Linked DNA regions of Oryctolagus cuniculus: region 1 is linked to region 2. The links are chromatin contacts, called in public Hi-C maps. All regions are on one chromosome and are shown on one strand. Each heading gives the region's core, a stretch centred on a gene start, on an enhancer-like site or on the middle of the called end of the contact. The rest is flanking DNA. Distances are from core to core; before and after follow the strand shown. Region 1 overlaps FAM13A (family with sequence similarity 13 member A). Region 2 overlaps FAM13A (family with sequence similarity 13 member A).

What was found. A called contact is a pair of places that touch in the nucleus more often than the background predicts.
Region 1: a contact with region 2 is called in a Hi-C map of skin fibroblasts, with 5 times the contacts expected there. The contact joins two enhancer-like sites. A contact is called at or near these places in 5 of 6 Hi-C or Micro-C datasets (ear pinna, embryonic fibroblasts, psoas muscle and 2 more).

What each region holds. Positions count from the first base shown.
Region 1 is chr8:76,912,540-76,915,962 of mOryCun1.1, reverse strand. It overlaps FAM13A (family with sequence similarity 13 member A), which reads right to left. Exons shown (of 24, transcript XM_070047870.1): 21 at 1,794-1,990; 22 at 928-1,029. Among named protein-coding and RNA genes, the nearest start is that of NAP1L5, 34 kb to the left of the region's middle. Within about 2 kb of position 1,267, at least 1 of the 8 cell types and tissues checked has an H3K27ac peak or open chromatin away from gene starts, as enhancers often do.
Region 2 is chr8:76,601,806-76,605,051 of mOryCun1.1, reverse strand. The region is part of intron 2 of FAM13A (family with sequence similarity 13 member A); the gene reads right to left. Among named protein-coding and RNA genes, the nearest start is that of FAM13A, 69 kb to the right of the region's middle. Within about 2 kb of position 1,986, at least 2 of the 8 cell types and tissues checked have an H3K27ac peak or open chromatin away from gene starts, as enhancers often do.

The DNA.
Region 1 (3,423 bases), core at 18-2,517, 310 kb before region 2:
TACCAATTCAAGAGATTCCAGCTGGGGCCAGTGCAGTGATGCAGCAGTTAAGCCGCTGCTTGAGACGCCGGCCTCCCACACTGGAACGCTGGTTCAAGTCCTGCCTACTCTGTTTCTGATCCAGCTTCCTGCTTGTGAGCCCGGGGAGACAGGAGAGGAGGGCTCAAGTACATAGGCCCTCACCACCTATGTGGGAGACCCGTACTGAATTCCTGGCTTCTTGGCTTTGGCGTGGCCCAGCCTTGGCTGTTGTGGCCATTTGGGGGATAAAGCAGCAGAAGGAAGCTCTCGCTCTCTTTGCGTCTCGCTCTCGTGCTGTCACTCTGCCTTTCCAATATTCGAATACATATTTAAAGATTCGGCTCTATCTGGGGTTCTACCCTTGGGCTTGTGCTGAGAGGCTGGCTGTGCACAGTCACTTATCAACAAAAGGCTACTTTTCAGCATAATGTTATATAAGGATGGTTCCGTTAGACCGTTAAAACTCACTGGAGAAATGCAATCTGTCAGTCAAGCGATCTTACTCATAAATGCTTCCCCTGTATATACATTTCACTCAGACTTGGCCACCATCCCTGTTTTTAAAATGAGCATAAAACTCAGTACGATTTTCTCTCTAGTTTCTTGAGAAAAAACCCCAGCGCTGTCAACTGGAAGCCGAGCTGCAGGCTGCTCATTTGAGATGAGAATCTGATGTGACAGCTTAGCTTACGGCCCTTAGCTGAGCCTGCGCGGCCTTGGGCGGTGTCCAGGGGGTTCTGCCTCCTGGAGGTCTACACCCACCACATCCTCTCACAGTCAGCCTCGCAGCGGTCCCGGGCACGGGCCAGGGCCAGGTCACCGGGAGGCGGCGGAAGCGTTCCCACCTTTGGGGGCCTTCCCCCGATCTGCCAGACGAGAGAAGAGAGGGGAGCAGAAATGCACTACCTTCCGTTCTGTCGGAAGAAACTGTCTTCAAAATCACGGAGATTCTTTCGAATCCTCTTCTTCTCTTCTCTCATTTCCTGAAGGTGTTCCAAGAGCTCAGGTCTGAGAGCGAGAAAAAAAAAATTCAAGAAGATGGAATCTGAACCGCAGTAAACGCAATGCACTTCCAACTCCACAGCGGGAGTGGGGAAAACAACACCACGCGGAAGCTCTGGGGGGCGCTGTGGGTCAGCAGAAATGGGCCCGCACTAGCTCCAGGAAGCCCAAGCGTGGACAACAGAGCCAGCTCCTGCTACTGCTGGCTCCGCAGGGCTTGTGAAGTCCCATGGCGCTTTGTCATGTTTTTCTTTGAAGGGAAGTAATGACATCTGTGCTCAGTGTGTGTGCAATGATGAGCCGTGCAGAGCGCGCTACCCAGTGCTATTTTCAGAGACCTTCTGGTGGTTTAAGCCAGATCTCAGATGCTGCCTTCAACTAACACGGGATGAGGCAGATTCAAATACACACACACACACACACATATAAAACCTGAGCCATAATTTTTTTTTTAAATCACTGTTCTACCCCAGGTTAAGCCACTTGTGTTTTCTTAATTTCTTTAATTAAAAGATTGAGACAACATGAAGTAGCTTCAGAAAGTTGGTGAAAAATAATTATTTTGGTACAATTTGAAGTTTATGCATATAAGTGGTCTTTGGAAAGTGTGCATTAGGAAAACTGTGTGAATTTCAAAATTCTTTTGTACCAAAATAAACTTAACGCTGAATCCATTTTCCAGGAACATTTTAAAGTGCCCTCGTACTTAAGAATTTTTACTGAAATGTTTCACCACCACCACCACCACCACCACCACCACCACCACTTACATTGACGCTGCATGAAGGTTTGAAAACCCTGTGTCCTGGCTGCCTTTGTAGGGTATTTTATCGTCCATTGGGGAAATGAACCCATCGGCATCATCTTCAAATTGGTCCAGAAAGCAGCGTGCGCTGAAGTCCGTCATCAGCGTGACTGTGAAGTCTGGCGTCGTGTTGTGATCCTCTTCTGACCCCGCCTCTTCTTCCTGCAGGTACACAGCAACCCCAATAAAAAGCTGCTCACTTTTTGGGGGGCTGACTTTTGTTACAAATGTCACTTAACAAAATCATTCAGTGATCCGGATACCACATAATTTTTGCATGTCTACATGCAGCAACACATGGCAATTCATTAAGGATATATGTTGATTATCTGTATGTACAGAATTAAATCACAAACACAGCCACCAAACAGGGAAAACAGACTAGAACAGAAAACTCGTGAAAGAAATGAGAGTGCTGCCCGACCCTCAGTTGTCAAGGCTGATGGGAGGGAGGAGTATCCATCATGATGTATATCCCACATCAAAGGAGCCAATACAATCTAACTATTTCCGGATCTGTGATAGTGCAAAGCAAAACCCGATGCCAGCCAGTGGTGCTTTAAGGGATTTTACTACTTGTATACTCCAGAGAGTACTTTTGATTAGGCTCTGAATATTTCCCAAAATTGAATATAGCTTTTCTGTTTAAGAGTTGAGAGAAGAATGCATCTGATGGTTGCTCAATGCACAAAAATTTTGAGATCAAAACTTTTATATTCCTGTGACCAGAATAATAAAACTTGAGCTTTTCCAAGGCATTTCCAAGGGTCATGACTGTATTTTGCAGCATCCAAGGTTCTAAGAAAATTAGGATGCACTGTCTTGATGATAATATAAATGGAAAAATGATGAAGTCCAATCATGGCAACTTAAGGCTTAGTGAGCCTAGGAAGAAATAATTTGAGAGTCTGAAGGACTTCAAAAGTAGTAATTTGCTGCCAAATTGCGCTCAGATTAGAGAGAATATTTATATCTTTAAAAACTGGTGAGAAGTACAGTTTTACTTTACTTATTTGAAAGGCAAAGACAGAGAGACAGACACAGGAATCTATTTGTTCCCCAAAACCTGCAGCAGCTAGGGCTGGGCCAGGCTGACATCAGGAGCTAGGGATTCACTCTAGGTCTTCCACATGGGTAGTAGGGAGTGAACTACTTGAGCCATCACCTGTGGCCTCCCAAGGAAGCTGGAATCAGGGCAGAGCTGAGACTCTGATACGGGATACAGGCACCAAAGCAATGTCTTTACCACTGTGCCGAATCCCTGCCCCAAGAATCCGGCGTTATGAACAAGAAGACGGTAGCTGTAGTGGTCAAACCGAGTGGCTGCAGTGCTCTGCTCCCCTGGGGGCATCTGGCCATGTCTGGGGAGGCTTGTGGTTGTTGCGCCTGGGGAAGGGGTAGGAGTGGCAGACTACCGGCTTGTAGTAGGTGAAGTCCAGCACTAGGTATCATCCCACAAAGCACAGGACAGCACCCAGTGCAGTGAGCTGGCCCCAAATGTCAATGGTGCTGAAGCTGAGGGGCCTCGCTCTGGCAAAGACAAAAACGTGTTTTTGATACTGTGACAGTGGAACAACGTAGGCAGGGACTTGGGA
Region 2 (3,246 bases), core at 737-3,236:
TGTTTGGCCAGCAAATGCGCCTGGGTCTGTCGCTCACACAGTGTTTTTCTAACTGTGACCTTAGGCTTTCTCTCCCAACAGTGTTCTTTTTTTAACCTTTCCTCAAATAAACACACTTCCAGCAATTTCAAAATAGCTGCTCCGCTCCAAGAACAGCCTGTGGTCCTCCAGGCTGCGGATCCCAGCGGGCCACACTGGCAGAGACAAGTCAGGGCTGGAAGTCTCGACGTCAGGGCTTCTCGGACGTTCACTTCTGCCTCCACGCCACTACCAGCACAACTCCCCCCCACCCCCACCCAAAGCAGTGCTCATGACACTCAGGGTTCTCCAACCAGGGGACGCTTATGTGGGCCTATCACCCTGGGAGACAGAATCCACCCAGTTTTAAAAAGTCTCTTGTGATTCTATAATATTTCCATTTCCCATCTAAGGCTGACCAGACTATATAATCTCTGACTTTTCCTACCCTAAAGTTTTAGGAAGTTATGACTGTACCAGCCATGTTCTGAAGATCATGAAATGGCTTCGTGAAATTGCTACCCTCTTCCATTTCTGAGATCCTCTTATCCTTGATTTTGGAAGACACAGTTAATCACCACGAAACCACAACTTAATGAGGGCTTAGAAATGACAGAAAAGTTGTATATCTTCACAGCTATACCACCGATAGCTACTTTTTGGTACAACTGAGATTTTTTATTTCAAAATCGTATGAATAGGGGCCAGCGCTGTGGCAGGTAAAGCTGCCGCCTGCAGTACCAGCATCCCATGTGGATGCTGGTTCAAGTCCTGGCTGCCCCTCTTCTGATCCAGCTCTCTGCTATGGCCTGGGATAGCAGCAGAAGATGGCCCAAGTCCTTGGGCTCTGCACCCACAATGGAGACCCGGAAGAAGCTCCTGGCTCCTGGCTCCTGGCTTGGGATCAGCACAGCTCCAGCTGTTGCGGCCATTTGTAGAGTGAACCAGAGGATGGAAGACCTTTCTCTTTCTCTGCCCCTGCCTCTCTGCAACTCTGACTATCAAATGAATAAATTTAAAAAAAAAATCGTATGAAACTAAATACACCCCAAGTCACCATTTGCCAAATGGCACATTTGGCCCAGCACTTAGACAAAACATGAGCACATTCTGCCACCTGGTGGTCAATGGAGAATCCTACACTGTCCAAATGGCGTAACCCATATCTTAATGCTAAGAAGGACGAATAATTATAAAGTAATTTAAAGAGGGAATGCATTGTAAGTTGTATAATTTTAAATTAAAAAAACATCATTTATGTAAAGACCTTCTGTGCTAAATTTCTCTCATGTCAAGTTGTTAAAGTTGGAGCCGGCACTGTGGGGCAGCAGGTTAAGCTGTCTACAGAGCTGGCATCCCACATACACTCCAGTCCAAGTCCTGGCTGCTCCACTTCTGATCCAGTTCCCTAATAAATGTGCCTGGGAAAGCAGTGAAAGATGTCCTGTCTCTCTTGACCTCTCCCACTTATGTGGGAGACGAGATAAAGTCCTGGCTTCAGCCCAGCCCTGGCTGTTGCAGTCATTTGGGATGGAAGATATCTCTCTCTCTCTCTCTCTCTCTCTCTCTCTCTCTCTCTGTTACTTTCAAATAAGTCAGTCTTTTTTTAAAAAAAGTTAATTTTTTATTTCCTGTAAATGCAGTTTAAGATCAAAATATCTCCCTCTGATTAAATTATGTGACCAATCATCCCTATTTCTGACAGAGTGTGGACTATATCACAGGTATATAATAAATATTTGCTGACTCGAAGACACTACTAAAGAATATAAAGAATAACAGGGAGTGAAGTATCTTGTCCTTAAGCTTCATGCCCCCCTTCTAATGTACATGGGTTCCTTGGTTTATTAATGATAGCTTCAACCTGAGGAAGGAATTTCCAGTTCAGTACATAGTAACTCGCTACACAGTCAAGATGCAGGTGCCAGGTCCTAGCCCAGCCTGCCCAGTCATGATTCTGATTCAGACCAGGTGTTGCCAAGGCAGGTGTATTTTGACAACACTCAATTAGGAACTCTACTTCACATCCCTACTGAAGAATGGCCAAGTTAGCCTACTAGAGCGTTTGGGCAGCATTACCTGCATATACCCTAGTAGAGTGTAACTAAGTATGCTAGACAGATGGGGGAGGGTGGAGAAAGCCATGCCTTACTGCCTGTCTTGCCAAGGTTCCCGCACGATGATGATGTGCACACAAACTGGCTCAGCCGCTGCAGAGCTGACTACACACGCACCAGCCTACCTCTAGTAGTTCGAGACAGACAGACGCACTCATACATGCTTGACATGACGCACATTCAAAGTTTACCACTGAACCATTACTTAGAAACAGCAAGACTGCAATAAGTCCAATGCATAAAGATAGGACATGTACAGTGCAACAGTGTGTAGAAGAGGTGAAAGAGTTAAAGATAAGTAAAGCTTTTTATGCAATATGAACCCTTCCCCCAAGACAGCCACATCCAGGGCTGCACAAGAACCCTTCAATAACATAGGAGAGCATCTTCATGCCAGCTCTGCAAATTCTCCTATGTATGCTTCGTAGCTTCTAGATTACAATTATCTAATACAGTGGAAATGCTACAGAGCTACTATTGTTCAGGCAACAGTGACCAAAAAAAGTCTTCATGTCAGCAAAGACTCAATTTTTTCAAGTATTTTCAATCTGCAGTTGGTAGAATCTGAAAATGTGTAACCCACATATTTGGGCGACTGACTGAATACATGGCTTTAAAAAGTGAAAATATAAATAGTTTTGCATGATATGCTCAGTCAACTTTGGAGAAAAGAACACGGAATATGGGTCGGCATTATGGTACAGTTGGTTAGATCACCACCCGTGATGCCAGCATCCCATAGGAATACTAGTTGAGTCCTGGCTACTCCACTTCCAATCCAGCTCCATAGAAATGCACCTGGTAAAGTAGCAGATGATGACCCAAGTATGGGCCCCTGCCACACACACAGGAAACCCGGGTGAAGCTCCTTGGTCCTGGCTTGAGCCTGGTCCAGCCACAGGCCATTGTAGCCATCTGGGAAATGAACCAGTAGATGGAAGCTTGCTCGCTTGTGCGCTCTCTCTCTCTCTCTATATATATATATGTGTGTGTGTGTGTGTGTGTGTGTGTGTGTGTATATATGAAACTCTGCCTTTCAAATAAATAAGTCCTAAAAAAATAAAAAAGACCATGCATTACATCAACACCAAACACTTTCAGTAGTCACACT